2 separate regions of the Xenopus tropicalis genome follow, and region 1 is linked to region 2. A link is a contact called in public Hi-C data. All regions are on one chromosome and are shown on one strand. The core of a region is the stretch at or near the end of the contact, and the rest is flanking DNA. Distances in the headings are between cores, read along the strand shown.

The links. Hi-C and Micro-C count contacts between places; a contact is called where the count stands out from the background.
Region 1: a contact with region 2 is called in a Hi-C map of neurula embryo, with 1.6 times the contacts expected there. The contact joins the enhancer-like site here to the promoter of nrp2 in region 2. A contact is called at or near these places in 2 of 5 Hi-C or Micro-C datasets (gastrula embryo and neurula embryo).

What each region holds. Positions count from the first base shown.
Region 1 is chr9:50,998,579-51,003,156 of UCB_Xtro_10.0, reverse strand. The region is part of intron 20 of pard3b (partitioning defective 3 homolog B); the gene reads left to right. Among named protein-coding and RNA genes, the nearest start is that of nrp2, 66 kb to the right of the region's middle. Within about 2 kb of position 1,891, at least 2 of the 11 cell types and tissues checked have an H3K27ac peak or open chromatin away from gene starts, as enhancers often do. A contact at or near this core is called in gastrula embryo and neurula embryo, where this site is marked.
Region 2 is chr9:50,931,326-50,935,788 of UCB_Xtro_10.0, reverse strand. nrp2 (neuropilin 2) reads left to right here and starts at 1,392. Exons shown (of 15, transcript NM_001100235.1): 1 at 1,392-1,891. The coding sequence starts at 1,819.

The DNA.
Region 1 (4,578 bases), core at 642-3,141, 67 kb before region 2:
CAAGGTTGCACATATATTTTACGTATTTATAACCTTGTAATGAGCTAAAGGGACCCAGCCTGAAGTTCTATAAAAATACTGTCATGCACGTATGTATAACTTTATTTATAAAGCACCACAAGGGTACACAGCGCTGTACAATCTTACAAAATACAAAATTACACACAGGGTGGACAAGGGTTAAAATAAAAAATACAATAAATATTTATAAATGCAGAGGGAATAAGTGCCATGAGACACAGCAGGAAGGAGGTCCCTGCCCCATAGAGCTTCCAATCTAAGCTCTAAACTAAGCTGCCTATCAGTGCCTACAAGGGGCAGATTTTAGGCCATGTGTGACACAATTCTTAGGGTGAGATTTGGGGCCAATGCTTTTTTACTTGCTGCTGTTTGTGTGGGTTTGTGTGGAATGGGTGTGGCTCATAAAGGAGACATGGCTTTAGATTTTCAGTGCTACTGCCACTGGTGGATTGACCCTTGAATGGGGAGAGCACAAGATTTCTGATTGCAGCGAGTTGCAAAAACATGCCAATACCAAATCTGAAAATCTTCAGCCACGCTACTTCTTTTTGCACCTAGCATACATTAGCTGCCCTTTCCCACCTGTTATTTATTTCCTGTTATTTTTTTATTTATTCTGCAACTACAGATAAATTATTAAGGTATGTAACAAAATTACTATATCCACATAATGCCTGCTTTGCACTTTACATGCAATTTACAATGGACAGCAAATTTTGCACCTGTAGCTTGCACATAGCGAGAGGCAGAACATTTTGCAGTTCATACAGTAAGCTAGAATCTTCAGGGAGGTAAATCATTCCACGTATCACATTGTATAATAAAAAACTTGAGGCAGGTGCTCCAGCAAGGCAGATGAAAAGCCAAATATATGAGCTCCACCAATTAGATGAATCTATTACTATATTTTAGGTGTAGCCTCCATCATGCACAATATTTTTGGAGCCTGCCCCCCCTTCTATAGACTTATGAAAAAGGGAACAACAGACTTCTAAAATATTGGGCTTGCTTTCTGCCTCTAAAATTAAATAAAAAAGAATCAAATCCTTGATTTCTTGCTGGAGTTCCTGCCTCAAGCTGTTTCATTATAAAGCCAGTCTGTGGAAGTATAGAGAACTTGGATCATACAAAAAAACCAAGGATGGATGCACGGAATCCACAATCTTGGCCTAACCCTAAAGCCTTCGTGAAAGGTTTGCCGAATACTGAACGGAAACCTAATTTGCATATGCAAATAAGGGCACCGAAGCGCTAAAGAGAACCATGCAATTAAAAATTTTAACTTCCGTGTTTATGTGACAAAAAGTCATGTGATTTTAAGGATTCATATTCGGTTTGGCCAGGTACATGGATTCCACCAAATCTGAATCCTGGATCCAGTGCATCCCTAATTTATATATTGGTGTAAGTTTTCGTCTAACATTAATAAAAACACTATACATACATATCTCTCGCTATCTTAAGAAATGCAATTTTAGATTCAGCACTGTACTTATTCTTTATATTGGGAGCTTAATAACACACTCTTCAGTAAAAAACTGTCTAAAACCACATTCAAAAATGTCAAAAATGCTTTCCTTCCCTTGTTTGTTTCTTGTTATACCCATGAATCCACAGCAGTTCTTGGTCCAAGGACGCATTAGTTGGAATATGACACTACTGGAATTCCAAACAGAGGCCTTCAGCTAAAAACAGCTCTCTCCATACACACTTGTAGGGATTTATTTTATCTGATCTCTGGAGTCGTTTTGTTTATAAAAGGACAAGTTAGAAATCTAAACAAGTTTGTGGGGCAATCAGTGCAGGGTGTGTGCTTGAGATGCTAAGACCCTGGCAGACATGTGTCTGGTTCCAAGAGGTACAAGTGAACGTCACACTGGGTGCTGGGCTCTAGGAATACATGGTTTCACTGATAGACCTATTGTTCTTTACTTGTGATCTTGAAGTGCTACACAGTCAAGTGAACAAGTAGTGAAGTGTCCTACCCGTCCCTGCTTCTGTAACAATATGTATATTGTTTGACATCAAGGGTGTCCTCCAATGGAAAACAGTTTTTTGCTTAATAGTAGAAAAGCTAATTCTAAGCAACTTCTAATGACCATTAATAAACATCAAAACACTGTCAGTTGTTTAAGACTTGATTTTGTTTTTTAAAGCAAAAACTGTTTTTGAAAGATGACCCCTTTAGTTTAAAGGTTGCAGTATCATTATAAACAAAAACGGATCTATATATCAAACCTTATAAATAAATATATATTCAAGGTGAAGTCCGCACTCCGACCACTCTCCAATTTTTGGGTGCTTGTTAATTATACAAGAAGATATATATACACATATACAGTGGTGTAACTTGGTCGTGGTGGGCCGCCCTGCAAACAAATCTTCTAAGGGGGCCTGGTGCAAAAAGCCCCTCCTCGCCTGTTCCCCCTCCGGGCCTGCTTTCGCTGCACCTCCCTGGCCACAATGCGCCATGCTGCTATTTTTTTAAAAAAAGGTAGGAGATGGGACTGCAATACAGCAGACCCCGCAGTCCAGGCCCCCATGTCACCCAGCCCCCCCCCCCCCGACCGCTGTATAGCTAGTTTCGGTATATATATATAGAGAGAGGGGGGGGGCTCGTCCCGTTACTATATAGGTCAACTGTCCCAGGTGCTGGTAAAATGTAAATTACATTAAGCCAAAAAACTCAATAGGCAGCTAGTTCTGGGCTTTTCCTCAGAGACAAAGAAACAGCTAAAACTCATACACCTAAAGGTGGCCACACACGTGGCGATTTGCGATCTTTCATGCGAGCATCGGTCACACGAAAGATCGTACAATCGGCCACTGACGTTCAGGGCTGAAATGGCAGATAAGGAGGTAGAAACAATAGGATTTCTACCTCCTTCTGCCAATTCAGCCCTGAAGGCAGATTTTGCTCAGGCACCTTCTATGGCGCTCGATCAAAATCTTTTAACCTGGCCGATCGGCAAGTCGACCGATATCAGCAGCTTCCTGCGATATCGGTCGACTCGCTGACTTGCCATACACGACCGAATATCGTACGAAATGAGGTTCAAACACAACCAGCACCAAGTGTCTTGTGGTTCAAATAAATATTAGTGTATTATAATTGCATGCACAACTGACGTTTCGTTCCTTTTGGGACCTTGAAATTTATGATATTTATTTGAACCACAAGACCCTTGGTGCTGGTTGTGTTTGATTCGGTATATATATATATCTATATATATATATATAGATATATATATAGATATAGATATATATGCAATGTTACTGTAAAACTTAAATCTGCAACTTGTAAATTTGCAGCTCTTCGTTTACAGACTTTATCTCAGTGAAATGCATCTCCCGTCACCATCTAGTCTGGGGACTTCTGGTATTATTATCAGGGCGTGACTACAGAGGAAGCAGATCCTGCAGTTGTAGGGGGGGGTGGGCAGTGAGGTGCTAATTAGTGTGCTTATATTAAAAAAATTGGTCAACTTACCAATGATTTACTTTTATAGCACCAACATATTCTGTAGGGTTTTACATAGATTTTACATTATTGCCATTTATCCCTGACCGAGCTGAGCTCACAAACTTTGGTCCTTATTGCACACACACAAACATGCAAATCCGTTTTTTTTTTCTTTTTTTGAGTTTTCTCAGTCCAAAGTTTGATGTAAAGCTGGCTGTTTACTCCATGTTTCCCAACGAGGAAAAGCAAATGGTCTATGGGCTGTGACATTTGACAGACAGCCAGACTCAGTTACAAGCAGGTGGTACATATCATGACTGTCCCTACCTTCTCCTTGTAGGTATGATGATTACATTTGTTAGGATCCCTGGGTGGTGGGTGGTCTGTGAATCAGTGAGACAGGGTGGGTGGTAAATGATGGGGGAGTTGTTTCAGTGTTTATGGCCTTTTGCAGTAGCATTGAGTTTTCTTTTCTCTTGTAAAAAGGAAATTAAATACTTTTTGCCCTCCAAACAGCCCAAAGGTCTGTAGAACTTCAAACAAACCTCTGATGGGTTCATTGTTCTATGCTCTGAAATAGGCAGGGTTGGATATTATACAAGCCTGCAAGCATGCTGTGTTTTGTAGATGAGTATAACATAAGACTGATATAGCAGATGAGGCAGAGAATCAACCCCTACGCTTGGTTTTTTAGCTGCACCCAGAATCATTGCATCAGCCCAGGTATGATATCTGAATAGGCCAATGCAGTGGTTTTGGGTGCAGGCAAAGAAGAAAACTGACGCTAGCCAGGGGCTAATTCTCCCTCCTTTTTTCTGCAGGCCGACAATCAGCCCTGTGTGCCATTAGCCTAATGTGATTAATGCTAAGGGATATGACACATGTAGAGCTAAATTTGCTCTGAAACATGTCCCTATTTGCAGAACAAACTGTTCAAAATTTCAAGTCATTACAATGGAGTATTTTTTATGCAAAGTTATATCCATCAATTGAGTTGGATTGATAAAGGCCATAGATAAGCCCAAAAAGTCAATTGAGCCAAGGACCTTGCCACTTTCTGTGTAGCAAATTTGCATGCACAGGCTACTCTGCTC
Region 2 (4,463 bases), core at 143-2,642:
ACACAGCTATAACTCTGAAGATATTTTATTCTCAAAGAGATCGGAAAGCTTTCATTGATAAAAGGGTATTGAGCTGACTCATAGAAATGCCATGAAATGGAGGTCTATTGTGTGCACTAAGCACTCATGTCTATTTTTGTGTCAGTATAGTTTGCAGTGGTAAAAAGGAACCAATTTTAGGTTATTTATTGGGTATTGGATTTCCAAATCTCTGTGTCAATATGACAAATCCTCTCCGAGAAGCGTGTTCCCTATCAGAATACAAAAAGGCACAAGAGATATTTCTTTCTTTGCAATTGCTCCCTTTTCAACTAAAGGCAATTACCTGCACTTTATTTCTATCTCATAACATGGATAAAAAAAAGTATCTATTGTATAAATTTAACACAGAAAGTATTTGGCTGTCTGTGGTTTTTCTACTACATGGCAATATTTTAGTTTCACATATACTTTCTATCTGATTTCCTGAAACAGACCAAGTATTAGAGTGTATGCTCTTGGGCAAACTCTACCAGAATGAATACCCTGCATTTAACATACTGTACAACAAATAAGCTTATATTTCCATATAGCCTGATTAGATGGGTGACAATATTAAAACTGCCCTGTTGTGGAATCTGCCAGTGAATGTAAATATTCCCAGTTGCTGGGGCTCCACTGCAATTCTAGGGTCACTTTTTGCAATAATGAACAGCAATGAGATCTGCTTCTCTGTCATGGTTGTTTAAGTACAATGGGGAAAACAGCAAATTGGATAAATAACATAGAGCAACACTGCCTAGCCCCCCATCCCAGTACTGGGCAGCTATACCTATTATACAACCTGTTGCTTTGTCTGCCGGCATCTTAGGGATTAGAGACTAAGGTGCAGCTTTACCCATACAGAAATGGCCTTGTGCTTGCTCTAAGATCCCTGACTGGCTGCAACCTCTTGGTTTTGATCTCTTCTCTCTTCTGATACAGTGCATTCTCTCTCTCTGTCTCGATATGATATTCTCTCTCTCCTGATATGATATTCTCTCTCTCTTGATACATGATACTCTTTCTCTCCTGATATTTGACATTTTCTCTCTCTCCTGATATATGGCATTTCTCTTTTTCTCTCCTGATGCATGGCATTCTCTCTGCCTTCAGATATATGGCATTCTCTCTGCCTTCAGATATATGGCATTCTCTCTGCCTTCAGATATATGGCATTCTCTCTCTCTGCTTTAATCAGTGACAGGGCTGAGGGGGCGTGGCCAGGCTGTGTGTGTGCGAGAGAAAGAGATTGTAGCTCTGCCCCCCTATGCTGACATCCACATGCTTGTCTCCCTGTATAAGGGAACTGAGTGGTTGGGAGGGAGGTAGATAGAAGGCAGGGGCTCAGGGCTTACACTCCCAAACCATCTTAAGACAGCAGACGCCTGTGCGCTCACTGAACCCTCTAGCCAGAGCCGTGCCAGGGAACTACAAGGATTGGCTCTGTCCTGCTGCCAAACTGCCTGTTGTAACTGCCTGTGTGTGCTGCAATATCCCCTCCTGTCTCCAGTGGAAATAGCGCTTTCTTGGACACCCCATCTACTTTCCACTCCTGAGCAGCGGACTAAGGACCCTCCCAGGGTTTTTCAGGGCTTTGGCTGTGCCTGCTGGGAACCTTTTATTAAACAAGTGGCACTAAGGGACCTGGGACTTCTCCGAATTGCGCTAGTGGTGGCCAAGGAGTCTTTAATCGCCTAGTCCTGAGCGCATCAGTCCAGATAAGAGATCCAGTTTGGTGAAAATCAATGACTTGCTAACAAGGGAACTCGTGGGATTTTTCTTATCCTTCTTGTCAATATGGATGTGTTTGCTTTGGTGCTTGGAGTTATTTCTCTGTGCTCGCTGGGAGCCAAAGTCTCAGGCCAAGAAGGTAAGCGGAAAAAAAAGTTACTGTGTTAGGTGGTAGTTCGTGTCTATACTATCTGCGTCTGGCCGCACTTAGACGCTCACTTCTATGTGAGCCTATTTCAGACAGTCGCAGCTCCTCTCTCTCTCCTCCATAACAAAACACATTTGCGTGTGTGCGACGAGCCCTTGCTGCTGCTGTTGGCTGGCACAGCCGCACATCTGGAATAAATCAAAGTTTAAAAATACTACAAAGCCTTTTGCGAGGGTCTTCTTCTCCTTCTCAACTCCCAGGAGTTGCCTCCAGTCCGGGTAGTAGCGCTTTAATCTTATAGCAACTCGATTTAAATTGCAATTAGATGCGTTACTAAGAAGAGATGTCGTATGCAGGATAGAAAAAGTGAATGCGAGCGATGCGGATCTCAGAGACAGGGCTGGAGATTATTTCAGTGTGTAGCTGTTGGCGATGATCGCAGTATGTAGCTGTTGGCGAGGATCGCAGTATGTAGCTGTTGGCGCTTTCACTCACGCCGGCTGTGCGCATATCCAAGCGATTGGTAGCGCGATTCTGTGCTGGGGTCGCTCATCATAACGGGCGCTCCCAAGCCTGTGGGAAGCGCTTATGTTCCCTGACGGTGAGTGCAGATTGCCAGTTGCCAGGGATAGAGAAGGGCAGACGGCACTGGAAAGGAAAGCGCTGCCCATATCTGTGGCACAGACACACGGCGCTATTTCATTTCTTCACGCCATGGGCAATGGGAATATAGCTGGAATGTCAAATTCCTTCTGCCATGTGGCACGGAGACATACTTGATATCTATGAAATTTACTAGCTAATTCTATTGTCACCATTTTGTTGCCATGTTATTTACACAATTACATTTCCTGAGAAATGATTACTACGAAGATGTAGGGCAAAAGTAACACAACAGGTTATACATGGAAACACTGTGATTTGGTGGGTTTTTTTCTTTTAATAATTCAGTAATTCACATCCATGCTGCCCAAACAAAATAGTAGCTAATACTGAAGGGGTACATTCATCATTTAGTGGCTCCCAACAATCGGGGGTGCATTTAAGTGCTGTGTAGGCAATTCACCACCTGCATTCTCATTATACTCACACACCAGGGCAGGGATTTCCAACCTGCCACCCTATAGTAGTTACATTTACAGTTACTAAAGGGCCAACACTTGAGGAGCCAATCAACTAGTTCTTAGGATGGACATCCTTAGGTTTCTACATTAACAGGGATATGTGTCAGGATACAAACAAATAAACTCAATTAAGCCCCTTACACAAAATGAGCTTTACTATTAATGTAACACTGTTTTAGTAGTGCCTTACCCTTAGTAATTAGCTCAGTGCTCCACCTGTATTTTGTACAATACACATTTGAAGTTTGAGCCATCTTCCTTTCTTTCACTTGAAAGTCTCACTGACTTGCAAATAAGATTAGCCCCTATTGTATGGGAATAGACAATTGAAGGGGTAATTGGCACTATTCTACCAACAACAATGAAACTCCACCATGTAACAATGTAGATATAATGTACAACCTGAGATGATCATTGTGGGGAACCATAACTCCTAACTGGCACCAGATTTGCACCAATAATCACTGTTGGCAATAGATTGGTATAAGGCATGAAGACAACCAACCCTTCTACAAACTGTTCTTTTGTTTAATAAAGGATCAGCATGTCATATAACACAGTGCAGAGGGATCTGATCTTCAGTACACACAGGCCTGGATATCTCTGCATTAATTTGGGACTGTGCTTGTCCTGCAGATCAGTGGAAGTGAGGGGGAATGCAGGAGTTTATGCAATGCTTTTCTGCAGAGGCTTGGAACACTGGTTGAATATATAGTAGGCATCTGATTGCGCGAGGAGTCAGCTTGCATAGCCACTTAGCTTTACCATATTAAATTCTAAATCTCTTTTGGTTGGGGTTGGTGGAATCATCTGCTTTCCAATATAAATCTGAGTGGGCTCCATTCGGAATAAAAGTGCACAAACCAGTTAAAGTGATATTTATATCTGTGACCGGCCTAATAAATACTAGAATTTGGGACCAGGGCTGGATAATCATAATGGACTTATGGCTTCTTCACCATTATCATTGCAACTGTCATACTGCATGCTAATATAACATGCTACATTTTTCAAACAATAGTGTCTGTGGCCCTCTGGTGAGATTTTATCACAATAATAGGTTAAGGCACACAGGGTAGACCCCTGTATCTGTACAGACACTATTCGACTACTCCAGAACGGCCTACTGAGTGTAGGAAACAGTACACCTATATAGAACTATCTGCTTGTTGAAGATAAATACGGTGTGCATTGCTTACTGCAAAACTACCCCTTGTTTTTTGTTTGGGGAATGATGGGACTTAAGCTATAAGTATCCACCCTGTCACACTCACACACCTACAATGACTGAGCATTGTTAGGTTTTATATGTAGCATCACAAATAATTGAGCTTTTCCCACCGTAGGGACACAAAGTAAGTCACTTATTGAGATCGGAGTGCTCAGGGATCAGCACTGACATGAAGCAGCAAATTGCAGAAGGAAGGAGCCCTGTGATT